Regions from separate parts of the Sus scrofa genome. Here all the other regions are linked to region 1. A link is a contact called in public HiChIP or PLAC-seq data. All regions are on one chromosome and are shown on one strand. Each heading gives the region's core, a stretch centred on a gene start, on an enhancer-like site or on the middle of the called end of the contact. The rest is flanking DNA. Distances are from core to core; before and after follow the strand shown. Region 1 has its middle 89 kb from the start of CLIC6. Region 2 has its middle 440 kb from the start of RUNX1. Region 3 has its middle 410 kb from the start of RUNX1.

Region 1 (4,208 bases), core at 533-3,032:
TATATATGTGTGTGTGTATACACATATATATACACATATATATATATATATATATATATATATCTGGGTCACTTTGCTGTACAGTAGAAACTGGCAAAACATCGTAAATAAACTATAATTTAAAAAATACAAAAAAAGACCCTGAAAAAAAATTTAAAAAAGAAACATGATAGCCCTTAAAGAAACTATGCTATCTTGTAGGAAATATGTAAAGAGTTAAATGAAGAAAGTTCTAGAGCTCAGGGCTCTCTCCTGCTGAGTTCAGCATTCAGTATTAAAAAAAAAAAAAAAAAAAAAGACCTCCCCCTTACTCCCCAAAGGGTTTCATACAAAATAATGCATGAAAGTATATGATATGAAATACACAACCTGGAAAAGCTCCTCAGGTCGAGCGTGCACGCTTACACACACACATACACACACACTCACACTGACCCTCTAGCCACACCCCATTGATCTTAGAAGACCCAGGCTCTTGGGAGTTGGTGGTTGGACCAGCAAACCTAGACACCAGGAGTTGACGCCTGTGGTGTCAAGGGCATCTCTCGGTAAGAGGGACAGCTGAGCGAGGAAGGGGCAACTTAACCAACACCCCCTCTGAACCGTGAAACCCCAGTCTCCCTCCAGAGCATCCCCAGTTTTCAATTCACTTTGATTAAATCGATAAGCCAGAATCCACTTCTGTGGTTTGTAACCAAAAGGACTTCACCAACCACAGCTATCTTGATGAATCTGCCCCTTGCCTGTCTCCGCTCCGTCCACCGGCGCATCCACGTGCCTGCGTGGAAGACAACCTAAGCAGACCTGTGCCGGGTGCTTTCAAACGAAGCAGGTCAAGGTTTTGCTCCTGAGGCTGTAATAATCCAGCCACAGAAACTGTGCTCAGGCCCTCAAAACATCAGGTAACGCAAAATCGGGCGAGGCCCTGGGCTGCAGTGAAAAGACACCTGTGCTGGGGAAGAAAACACGCTCGCCCAGCGCAGGAAAAGACCCCGCCCTGGAGCGCGGGCTTCTTTTCTCTCCAGCCCTCGGTAGTGAATCTGGACTTTGTAGTTTCCTAAGTGATTTCTCTTGCCTTTCAGTCCAGATGCAAAGGAGAAGTATTTACAACATCTGCAAGAATGACTAGGAGCTGCAGGGTGTGTCAATAGCCCCGCTTGATAAGGATTAATTTTAAATTCTGTACCCAAGAAGGCTCCAATCTGAGGTGCGGGTCCCAATTCGGGGATGGTTGCATTTCGGATTTTGCCTTCCCAACCACAACCAGGTTTCCATCTAATCCGAAGACAGGCGGGTGGGAGGGCGGACTGGAGGAAGGAGGGCTTTCAAGGAAGACGCTCTGCTCCGGGTCCTCACTTCCTGCCCGCAACTCTTTTCTTTCTGTGGCTCCAGGATCCTGCTGGCCGCTTTTCCCACGCACGTCCTCAACTTCACGCAGCCTTTCAGAGACTCCCGCGAGATAACGTCGGATGTGAAAGTTGTTTGTAAACGAAGCATCGGCTTAATGTTTCCATTATTGCCTGTGTCTTTATCCCACGTGTGCAGGCGACTCCCTCCTCTTCCTCCCACTCTCCCTGTCCCCTTCCCCGGGATGAGGGAATTCAGGCCAAGCTGGCCTGGTGCCCGGAGGTGCCAGTCAATTATGGGGCTGAGACTCTATGCCCCAGGCAGGGCCACAAAGCCACCAGGCTCCCCCGTTTCAGTTGGTCTCAGCCCAGCAGAGTCATTCATGAGCCAGCATCCCCTGCTGCTTCTCAGCCACCACTGGGAGCCTGTGACTCGGTCAGGGCACGGTGACAGAGACACACGCTAAGTGCGACCAAGCCCTCTGCTGGGACGCTGTGGTCGGCTTAGTGTGACTTGAGCTCAAGGAAGTGGTTTCAGGAGATAACACTCCCTTGACCCACAGGGGCGGGATGGGTTATCCCTATCGCCCGAGAAGGTCACCAAAATGAACCTGGTAACTTGAAAGCGAGACTCAGAAGGGCCCCGAGAAAGAGCTCCCCGGACTGGAGACAGCAGAACTCGCCACTTTTCATCTTCAAAGCCCAGAACCTCAATTAAGTAATTAATAGGTCTGGTCATGTTCGCAGCTCTCTGAAAATGAGACTGGGGGAGCTCTGGCTTTCCTTCCAGGGGATGTGCTTTCCTGGCGAGCCCAGAGAACTGCCTAAGAAGGCGATCAGTAACCCAGTAACCATCCTTGCTCTTCACCCCTCGCTCCGCACCCCGCAGGGAGGCAAGTTCCAAATCCGCTCTGAGGGTTCAGGGGCTGCCCCAGCCGGGAAATGCGACCAGACGTTGTACTTTGCTGCCCTCTTGAGGATGCTCTGAGGATAGCGGGCATCCAGTAATAGGAAGAAACCGGCTTTTTTTTACCCCTTGGAAGAGCGTCTGGTATGATCAAGACTTCTTCAAAATAGGAAAATACTAACCTAGAGTATAATAAATCCTCTCTTTTAAAAAAATTCAAAACCTAGAGGACTGTGTTGATACTGAGTTAAGAGTTCCAAGGGCCAATACCTTCCCAAAGAAACGAGAAGTTTCTTGAATTAATGGATGAGAACCAATCTTCAACATCAGAGGGCTAAAGGAAGGTAATTGCCCTCGATATTTATTTTCAATTTGGAAGATCCAAAGCAAGAAGACTTTGAAGCAGTCAAGAACTGATTAGAATTCTAGGCTTGGTGCCAAGGGGATAAATTGTCTGGTGACTTTTTGCAGAGTTATTGACTCCCTTTGCATCTGAGGCCCAGAGCCCAGCAGGGTATAAAAGCTTCAAAAAGCGCTCAGAAAAGGGCGTCATGCCCAGCACTGACAAGATGCAGAGTGCCAGGTCTGCGGGACTGTCCCCCATCATAACCCAGTCACCCCAGGGGGCTGCTGGCAGCTCAGTCCGCTCGAAGACCCATGACTGGCTTCGCCCATGAGGAGTTGCCATCTCTGCATATTTTGAAGGCTGTCTGGTCTCTCGTGGTTTACGGCTCTGGGCTGGTATGTCTGGGGATTTCTTGCTCTAGATAACATGTTTTAAATAAGTAAAAAAGCTCCAACACACACACACGTACACGCACACGAAATGTGTGTCCCCAAGCTGAACTCTCTTCAATTAACTTGTATGTATGTATGTATTTTTGCTTTTTTAGGGCTGCACCTGTGGCACATGGAAGTTCCCAGGCTAGGGGTCGAATCAGAGCCAGACACAGATCCCAGCCACATCTGCAACCAATACCACAACTTGCAGCAACACCGGATCCTTAACCCACTGAGTGAGGCCAGGGATTGAGCCCACATCCTCCTGGATACTAGTTGGGTTTGTAACACACCCCCCCCCCGCCGCAGTGGGTCTTGACTGCTCCTTTGTGACCATCTCTGAGCTTCCCTGGCCATAAACTCCTTCTCCAGCCCCACCTCACCTTCCTGAGCTCTGGGGGACGCAGAGGAGAGGAGCCCCAGCCAGCCAGTCCCGCCCCAGTCACCGTCCCCACTGACCCCCACCTCGAGGTCCCTTCCACTGGCAGCGATTCAGTCAGCTGGACCAGTGTGCCCATTCTCAGCTGCTCTCCGACTGTTGCAAAGTGTGCTGACTGGGACCCACCCCTCCACGCCCTAGGGAACCACTGCAGGCCATTCCCAGCCCACTCCCTGTGACACCAGACCAGACTGAATGTTGAAAATTATGAGAATCTACAAATTGAATGGGGAGTTTCTATTGTGGCTCAGTAGGTTATGAACCCCACTAGTATCCGCAAGGATGCGGGCTTGATCCCTGGCCTTGCTCAGTGGGTTAAGGATCTGGCATTGCCACAAGCTATGGTGTAGGTTGCAGATGCAGCTGGGGCCTGGCACTGTTGTGGCTGTAGTGTAGGCTGGCAGCTGCAGCTCTGATTCGACCCCTAGCCTGGGAGCTTCCATAGACCACAGATGAGGCCCTGAAAAGAAAGAAAGAAAGAAAGAAAGAAAGAAAGAAAGAAAGAAAGAAAGAAAGAAAGAAAGAAAGAAAGAAACATTGGAAGGAAAGAGCAATCCAGGTTGCCTCACAATGGAGCAACAGCCACTAGAGCTGGGTGTCACCCTGACTTTGAATGGCCGAGGGGCTACAGGTCAAAAAAAGGCAGTTCCCGGCATGGCCAATGACTCTGTCCAAGAATAGGCCTTTCCAACAGATGCCCAGCGTGACCCAAAAGCTCTCCTGAAAAGTCCAGTCT
Region 2 (4,208 bases), core at 589-3,088, 740 kb before region 1:
CAGCATGCAGGAGTACATGTACAAGGGGACTTTACTCGTGGGACATGGAATCCATTCGTCTTAATAGACTCACTGGACATTTTATCATCTTTAAATCTGTGGGATGGGCTATTCCTTTTGCGAGAAGATGACACAGCTTTAGGAAAACAGAGAAAGGAAAATGTAAAGCTTAGAAACATGTGTTGTGCCAGCCCAAGAACGGGTTTTGCAGCCCTGCTAGATGCAGACAAGTCCCTGGTGAGCCAGATCCAATGTCTGAAGCCTTGAGTAGGACTGCGGGATGAAAGCCTGTACCGTGTACTCCACCTATGGGTCTTGTGGGTCCCTCAGCCCTGGGTTTCCAACCCTCAGAGTCAGGAGGATGGCTAGACAAAGTAATGGCACTTCTCTCTCCCACTGACTGAGATTAAATGAAAGCAAGAGATTATGAAGCAATATTTGTGATTTTCTTTGTAATGAAATTCAGAGCATTTCTAAAGGTTCTATACTTCAGTATTTGCTCTGGGCAAAAAGAATAACCAAAAATAATAATGATACTACTACTACTAATTTGGAAGACGTCTTGGCGAGAATCTTGGCACGGCTGTGTGTGTGGCTGCTGGGTTTGCTGCAAAGATTCTATCGGAAACCTGCAGACAGTGGTTTGCCCCCAAAGAAGCCTTGTTGTGACTTACACAAAGAGCGGAGGCTTATTTTTCAATTCAGGGGAATTTTTCCAGGTTAAAAAAAAAAAAAAGAAGGTAAGCATATTTTAACTCTGCCTGATACAAAGGATAGGCTTCTTTTGACATTTATAACCTAAAAAAAAACAAACACAATTTTCAATTTATCATAAACTTAAAGGGAAATATTAGGCCATCTCTTTTGTAAGAGGCAACAAACAAAACAAAACAAAAACAAACAAAAAACAACCAACCAAACCTGAAAGGCCCAGTCAGAGTTTTGTCTCTTAATTTACATGCATTTTCTTCAGCAGAAACCACCTACAGATCCTAACCCAGGTACAAGGTTTCTAGAGCCAACATACCCTGCAGAGAGGTACTGGTCTTGAGTTAACATCTTAAATGGGCAGTGTCACCCATCTGCCTTGGAAGAAGCTTTCCTGATACATGAAACCACATTTTTGTATCAGTTCCCATGAAGACACGCAAACGACTGGAAGCTACATCCCATTTGCTGCAGAGGTTTTGCAATATCTCCTCCGTGGAGGGACTCTGTGGATTCGTGGGAGGGAAATAAAAGGAATGGAAGAAGTGTGGGAAGTTTGTGTTGGGAGAGGCTTGTCTAGCCCGGTAGTGATTAAAATATTATAAATTGTGTTTTGTCTGAGTGGCTCACATGGTTTTCGATGTTATTCCAGTTTAAGGTTGGTTGCTGATGGTGGACGTGGGAGGCAGAGAAGTCAGTGAAGTTCCTAAGATTACAAGGCAAGTGGCCCCCAATCTGGGTGCAGCTTGCCCTCCTTACTCATGAAATGTGCTTTTCCAGGTTGAGCCCAAGACTGTTCAGTGAAGAAGTTTCAGGAGTGGCTGCTTTGGGTGAATGTCAGGGTTTTGGCACTGACTGTGATGCTTTGGCATTGACTCTCTGCTGTGATCATTAACAGTCATGGGTTCAGTCTCTCCTGTTCTATGTGTGTTAACAAGATACAGAGGAAAAATTCACCTTGCTTGTGTTCAGGTTGTGTCCAAAAGGGCTGCAACAGGTCATGTAAACCTCTGGCCCGGGAGGAGTGGAATTTATCAAGAGGTGTTTCTGCAACTCAGAAGCTCTGTGCTTGTGACTGCCCAGCAGGCTGGCAGATGCTGCTGTTTGTCTGTGATGATGAGACCAGCAGCATGTGGTCTGTAATGCAGAGAAAACAGGAAATCCTCCTTCTTACCAAGCAGGCTGTGCAAAAGGGTCTTGCTCTCCTAAGCAATTTCTTTCTTTCTTTCCTTCTCAATCTGCTGCCCCTCCTTCCTCCCCAAGGCTTTAGTTTTGTGACTATAATAAGACCAGTATGGTTTAGATTAACTCTCAAACATTACTGTTCCAAAAAAAGAAGGTAAAATGATAATGGCAATCAAGAAAACATTTTGCAGTCTGGTAGTTTCTTGCAAAGTGAAACAGAGTCTTACCATGTGATCTGGCAATGGTGTTCCTTGGTGTTTACCCAAATGAGCTGAGAAACCTATGTTCACACAGATATTTATAGCAGCTCTATTCATAGTTACCAAAACTTGAAAGCATGTCCTTCAGCAAGTGAATGAATAGAGTGCTATATCCATACAATGGAATAGTATTCAGCAATAAAAATAAATGAAATATAAGCCACAAAAAGACACGGAGGAACCCTACATATGTATTGCTAAGTGAAAGAAACCCCTCTGAAAAGGCTAATACTATATGATTCCAACTCAATGACATTCTTGAGAAGGCAAACTGTTGAAAAAAAGACAAGCAAAATATCAGTGGTTGCCAGAGGTTGAGGGGAGGGAGGGAAGGGTGAGTGAATGGAGCACAAGGGGTTTTTAAGGCAGTGAAACTAATTCTGTATGATACTGTCACGGTGGGCATATAACACCAGACAACTGTCAAAACCCATAAAATATACAGCCCAAAGAATCAACACAAGTGTAACCTATGGACTTTCGTTAATAATAATGTAATATTTTTAGTTGTAACAAACATACCACACACTAATACAAGACGTGAATAAGAGGGGAATATCGTGGTGTGGGAAGGAGTCCATGGGAACGATCTGTACTTTTTGCTCAATTTTTTTGTGAACCTGAAACTGCTCTAAAAGTAGCTATTAATTTAAAAAGAACATTTTGAGAGGTGAAAGGTGGTCAATACAAATAGTCTTTTGCCAGGTGGAATGTGAGCAAGGGGCTCTGGGCCAGGAAGGCTTCTTGGAGGAGGTGCCATTTAAGCTGAGACCTGTACTCGTGGGATGGCAGGGTGTGTGAGGCAAGATCATGAAATCACGAGGCTGGAGCTTAGAGCGAGTGAAGGTGAGAGACTCTACGTGGATCTGGGACAGTAAGTTGGATGTTGAGCATATGGGAGCCTAGAGGACATGGGAAAATTTTCGGTTTTATCCTGAGTTGTAAGCAGGGAGGGCAGCACATTCCCAGACTGTGAGGACCATGTTGCGAGTGGCAGAGGACCTCAGATCTGAACTGGAAGTGGATGAATTCAAGGAGTCCAGGAATTTGAGGAAAACAATATTCCAGTTTGGGGGAAACAGCAGGATTCAGTCCCTGAAAGAATATGGATTTGGGGGGAACTCAGGCTGAGAGGTTTTATCAGAGTCATCTTGTGCTCAGGTGATCCTTATTGCACCTAAGATGCAAAATATGGCTGGATCATTGGTTTTGAATAACTTTTCTATTTTCTTTCTTTTTCTTTTTTTCTGCTTTTTAGGGCCACACCCACGGCCTATGGAGGGTCCCAGGCTAGGAGTCGAATTGGAACTACAAATGCCAGCCTACACCACAGCCACAGCAAGGCAGGATCCGAGCCACATCTGTGACCTAAACCACAGCTCATGGCAATGCTGGATCACTGACCGAGGCCAGGGATCGAACCCATAACCTCATGGATACTAATCCAATTCTTTTCCACTGCACCACAATTGGAACTCCTGAATAGCTTTTCTGATTGCTTTCTAATTTCCATATTTGAGTAGAAATTCTTTATCTATAGTAACAGTTGACCCCCACAGGGTGTAAATCAGAAGTCTAGAAAGAAACCTTATATTTAGGCGTTCCCATTGTGTCGCTGTAGGTTAAGGATCTGACGTCTTGTGAGCATACAGGTTCAAACCTTGGCTTTGATCAGTGAGTTAAGAATCCAATATTGTCACCAGCTATGGAATAGCATATGTCACAAGTGCAGCTGGGATCCAGTATTGCCATGGCTGTGGCACAGGCTGCAGGCGTAGCTCTGATTCTACCTCTGGCTCCAGGAACTTCCATATGCTGCAGGTGTGGCACTAAAAAGACAAACGAAGGAAGGGAGGAAGAAAGAAACCTGATGTCTACTTGTAGACACCAATTGCTTTAAAAAATTTTGGGAGTTTCTGTCGTGGCTCAGCAGAAACGAATCCAGCTAGGAGCCATGGGGTTGCAGGTTTAATCCCTGGCCTTGCTCAGTGGGTTAAGGATCTGGCATTGCCATGAGCTGTGGTGTAGGTCACAGAGGTGGCTCGGATCTGGCAT
Region 3 (4,208 bases), core at 1,038-3,537, 710 kb before region 1:
AATGAATGTAGTTATCTAAAGTTTTCTTTGTATTGCACCAATTCTTCTTGGTCTTTATGGGGTGATGAACCAGTCACACTTCATGTGGCACTTCTGCCTTTAAAGTCTGGCCAATTAGTTTGGTGTTCTTTAATTGCTAATTTTTGGGATTACAGTTGCCAGTTTTCTTTATTTTATAATTCTGCTGATTCTGATAACACTGATTTCCTGTTTAAAGTAGAAAATACAAGAAAACAAAAAAGAATTTTTTACATTTTTTTCTAAGAACCTGAAAAGTATAATAGAGTATTGTCTGAAGAGTGGGAAATCAAACAAAAGGAAGATGTTTACTGAAGCTACGGATGACTGGATAACAGAGGCACCACTGCCCACATCGAAAGAAGAAAGACCTGCATCGGGCACTTCCTTTTCCGAAATCAACAAACAGGATCAAGTGCTTTGAAAAGGATGCATTTAGGACAGTACAGCTGTTGTCACATCGCTGATTCTGATGTGGTGACTAAGATGGAGAACTCATCACATGGCACTTAAATCACTGAGCAGCCCAACTTCCTCTGAGAGCTTGGGAAATGCTTTTCATTTTAGAAATAAAACAACTGAAAATGAGCCTTGTCTGGATTTGAAGTCCAACCCAGCGTATTCTCCCTGACCCCCCCAGTGCCTCTAACTTGTCTTAAGGCTTTGCAATATGTACAGAAGGACTTTAAGAAGGCTTTTGATAATCAGCCATTCAGCTGCAGGGAAACCAAGTGAAGCAGAGATCTTCTGTAGCATTTTCAGTGCAGTGCATCCTGGCAATAGGAGTTAATGAACCATGAAATTAATAAATTCCTGAATAAAGCTACTACATTTCTAGACGTTTCTAATAGGAAATTGTTTCAGGAAAACCGTATAGAAATAAATCTCTCCTAATGTTGTATTTTATTTATCTCAATTATACTCTTCATTGTTATATCAGATTTTTACTAGAATATATATATATATATATATATATATATATATATAGTGTCAAACTTTCATTGTGCATCATTCTTTCCTGGTGTTATCAACACTTCAGGAGGAAAAAAATTAATTTGCATTGGATAACTAATTGAATTTTTAGATATGAATGTGGTTGTGATTTGTATAATGGTGAACATTTATATTTGGCTGGGTCCTTTTTGAAGCCCTGGTTGTAAGAAGAGTAAGAAAAATCTTTTACATTTTACTACAGATGAAGGAAATCTGCTGGAATTCTTTCATCAGAGTCATGGACTACAATATTGGAAAGTACAAATTACTGTGGTTAATTTCTTCTGCAGAAACTTAAAATTTCAGAGATTTTTTTTTCTGCAATTCTAGGAACTGACATTATAAAACAACACCTTTTAAAGAGATTTTGACTAAACAAAGATTATCCTGCATTCTGAGATCTTTTGAATTTCTAGAGACACTACAACTCTTATGGGAAAATAGTGCCATGAATTGAGGCGGGGGTGCTATCCTGACCCAGAGAAGCCAACTCAGGTCTATTGGTCCAGAGGCTAGTCGACTTAAGAAAAAGTCTGTTTTAACCACCTGGGCATCTTCAGAAGCTGTGAAATGCTGTAAAAACTGACTTCCCATCCTGATTTCTAGGAAATGCTTTTGTCTCATCAGAATAAGACTTCAGCCCATCTCTTTTCTACTTCCTCTTCCCCAGGTGCCTTCTGCCCCTAAAAATCTCTGCAAGATCCTAAAGCTGTACAACTGTGCTCACGACGTCTTTAAAGGACCTCTGTATCAGGTACAGGAAAATTGTTGAGAAGGTGGACCTTACATCTTATCACTGCACACAAACAATGATAATTTTGGGAGGCAGTGGAGGGGTTGACTGAGCTTACTGTGATCGTGGTTTTGCAATAGACATGTATACACCGATACTATCCCAACTAAAGCTGCGGGGAAATGTGTTAACTTATGCAGCATTTTTCTTTATGCCATCATATGGTCTCTGAGGCTCCTTAGATGTGATTTGCCCACAGGTGCAGCCCCAGTGGAAGGATTTTAGACTTTGAGATTTCCTTCTGTGTATTTAAAGGAACCCAACTGAAGGAGCAATGATGTGGGGGGATTTTTAGTTCGTCTTACTAAACCTCTGCCCCCAAATATTTATAATTTGAGATGCAGAGAACCCATGGCTTCTAGGTGGATAAATCTATGTGTTCATTTATTTTTCAGGACACTCAGCTTTCTGTGTGTCTGCTACATAGCTAGAGGAGAGAAAGAGGAAGTAAGGAATAAGAGAATTTCAAAGACTGGCTGTTGTAAGCACAGTTCTAGTCATTTAAGTTACCAGGGATAGTTTCTCCATTCTGTTCATTTGAATGACTGGAGACACCATAGGCAATAAAATGAAAATGTTTACATTAGGAAATTAGGCCAGTGGTATTTCCTCCTTTATACTATCCTTCTGTTTTAGGAGGATAGTGGTGACGGTGATGATGTATGTACATGCGTGTGTGTGCCAGGGAGAGAGACAGACAGAGAGACAGAGCCAAAGAATGAGAGAGAATGTGGGAAAGACAGAAGGTGGGGAACTCAGAGAGGAAGAGAGACAGAGAGAAGAATGAATCCTTGTTTCATTTCAAGGAAATAAAATACTTTCAAAGTTGTGGCAAAAAAAAAATTGTCAATTAATCAACAGTTTTCAAAAGTGTAGAGTTGACATGATCCCAGTTCAGACATACATAAGCTCATTTTCTAGGGAAAACAAGGAAGCTTAACGTCACTTAGCATGGGCAGTGGACAGAACTAGCCATTGGCAGTATCTTTCTCTCTCTCTCTCTCTTTTTTTTTTTTTTTTCCTCCTTTTTTGTTTATGCTCGAGGCATATGGAAGTTTCTGGGCCAGCGAGCAAATCTGAGCCAGAGCTGCGACCTTTGCCACAGCAATCCTGGGTCATGAAACTCAATGCCCTGCACCAGGGATTGAACCAGAGACTCCAAATGGACAAGCCTGATCATTACCCAACTGCACCACAGTGGGAACCCTTGGCTGTCTTTTATTTAGTGGGATGCAAACGACTATTATGATTGTCCATGGAGTCAATGGGAGGCATCCATACTCTGTGAACATTCTCTTCTTCCAATGAAGATGATGCAAATTTATTGAGCGATTCATACAGATCTGATACTAAGCACTTGATATCAGGTGACTCATTTTACCCTCATAGCATCCCCTAAGAGCTTCCTTCTCATTCTTCCCCAGTTCCTATACTGGAAGTTTTTATTTAAAGACGAGGGAACAGGGAGGTCCTGTTGTGGGTCAGCGGGTTAAGAACACAGCATAGTTTCCATGAGGACGTGGGTTCCATCCCTGGCCTCACTCAATGGGTGAGGGATCTGGCATTACCACAAGGTACAGTATAGGTCCCAGATGTGGCTTGGGTCTGCTGTGGCTGTGGCATAGGCCTGCAGCTGCCTATGCCTAGCCTAGGAAATTCCATATGCCTCAGGTGTGGCTGTGAAAAGGAAACAATATTTTCAAAGATGAGGAAACAGAAACCCGACAATAGTTGGCTAGTGGCACCAAACCGGGATTCAAACCCAAGCAGTCAGTCTCCCAAGCTGAGCTCCTATCACCAAGCTGTGCTTGCCTTGAACTCTAATTTCTTATCTCGCTCACTTTTGCTGTTTGTGGGAAGCCCAGACTTTCATTTTCCTTGGCAACAGATTTTTTTGTTTGCATCGGAACAAGGACTTGTGTCTTAGAAATAGTTCTGATGGGAGAACTCTGGGTAACCTCATCAAGACCTCATGGCTGTTTAAAGATGGCAGCAGCACGTGTCTTTAGTGAATGACAAATGTAAAATTGTATCTGCTACTTCAGATCCCTTCTCTAAGTCAAAAGAGTGGAGGAGTAGCAAATACTGTTATCAAATGGGAGGTGTCTGAGATTGAAAGACTGTTCAAATGCAGAGGACTACTGTGTGGCCTTAAATGCTGCCCCAAAGTCTAGACCAGGCAACTCCAGGGCTGCTGGGCTGGGTGGTGGGGGACCCATGAGACCCCCAGGTCTTGCCCCTGCACAGCCCTCCTTGGCCCACTTGTCCAGTCAGCCTTTCTGAAGAGCTCTGAATTTAATTCTTGAACTTGACACTTCCCCATTTAACAGCAAGTCCAGGAGCGAGGAGAAGTCCAACCACCCTTGAAAGCTTGTACCAGAGTCATCCTCCCCATCTGATGTCT

Evidence for each region. HiChIP or PLAC-seq counts read pairs in DNA pulled down with a chosen protein or histone mark.
Region 2: an H3K27ac HiChIP or PLAC-seq map of alveolar macrophages shows a contact between it and region 1. The contact joins two enhancer-like sites. A contact is called at or near these places in 2 of 2 datasets of contacts at active chromatin or transcription factors (alveolar macrophages and skeletal muscle).
Region 3: a contact with region 1 is called in an H3K27ac HiChIP or PLAC-seq map of alveolar macrophages. The contact joins two enhancer-like sites. A contact is called at or near these places in 1 of 47 Hi-C or Micro-C datasets (embryonic fibroblasts) and 1 of 2 datasets of contacts at active chromatin or transcription factors (alveolar macrophages).

Annotation. Positions count from the first base shown.
Region 1 is chr13:198,337,270-198,341,477 of Sscrofa11.1, reverse strand. No RefSeq gene overlaps it. Among named protein-coding and RNA genes, the nearest start is that of CLIC6, 89 kb to the right of the region's middle. Within about 2 kb of position 1,782, at least 20 of the 83 cell types and tissues checked have an H3K27ac peak or open chromatin away from gene starts, as enhancers often do. A contact at or near this core is called in alveolar macrophages, where this site is marked.
Region 2 is chr13:199,072,886-199,077,093 of Sscrofa11.1, reverse strand. No RefSeq gene overlaps it. Among named protein-coding and RNA genes, the nearest start is that of RUNX1, 440 kb to the right of the region's middle. Within about 2 kb of position 1,838, at least 20 of the 83 cell types and tissues checked have an H3K27ac peak or open chromatin away from gene starts, as enhancers often do. A contact at or near this core is called in alveolar macrophages, where this site is marked.
Region 3 is chr13:199,045,445-199,049,652 of Sscrofa11.1, reverse strand. No RefSeq gene overlaps it. Among named protein-coding and RNA genes, the nearest start is that of RUNX1, 410 kb to the right of the region's middle. Within about 2 kb of position 2,287, at least 3 of the 83 cell types and tissues checked have an H3K27ac peak or open chromatin away from gene starts, as enhancers often do. A contact at or near this core is called in alveolar macrophages, where this site is marked.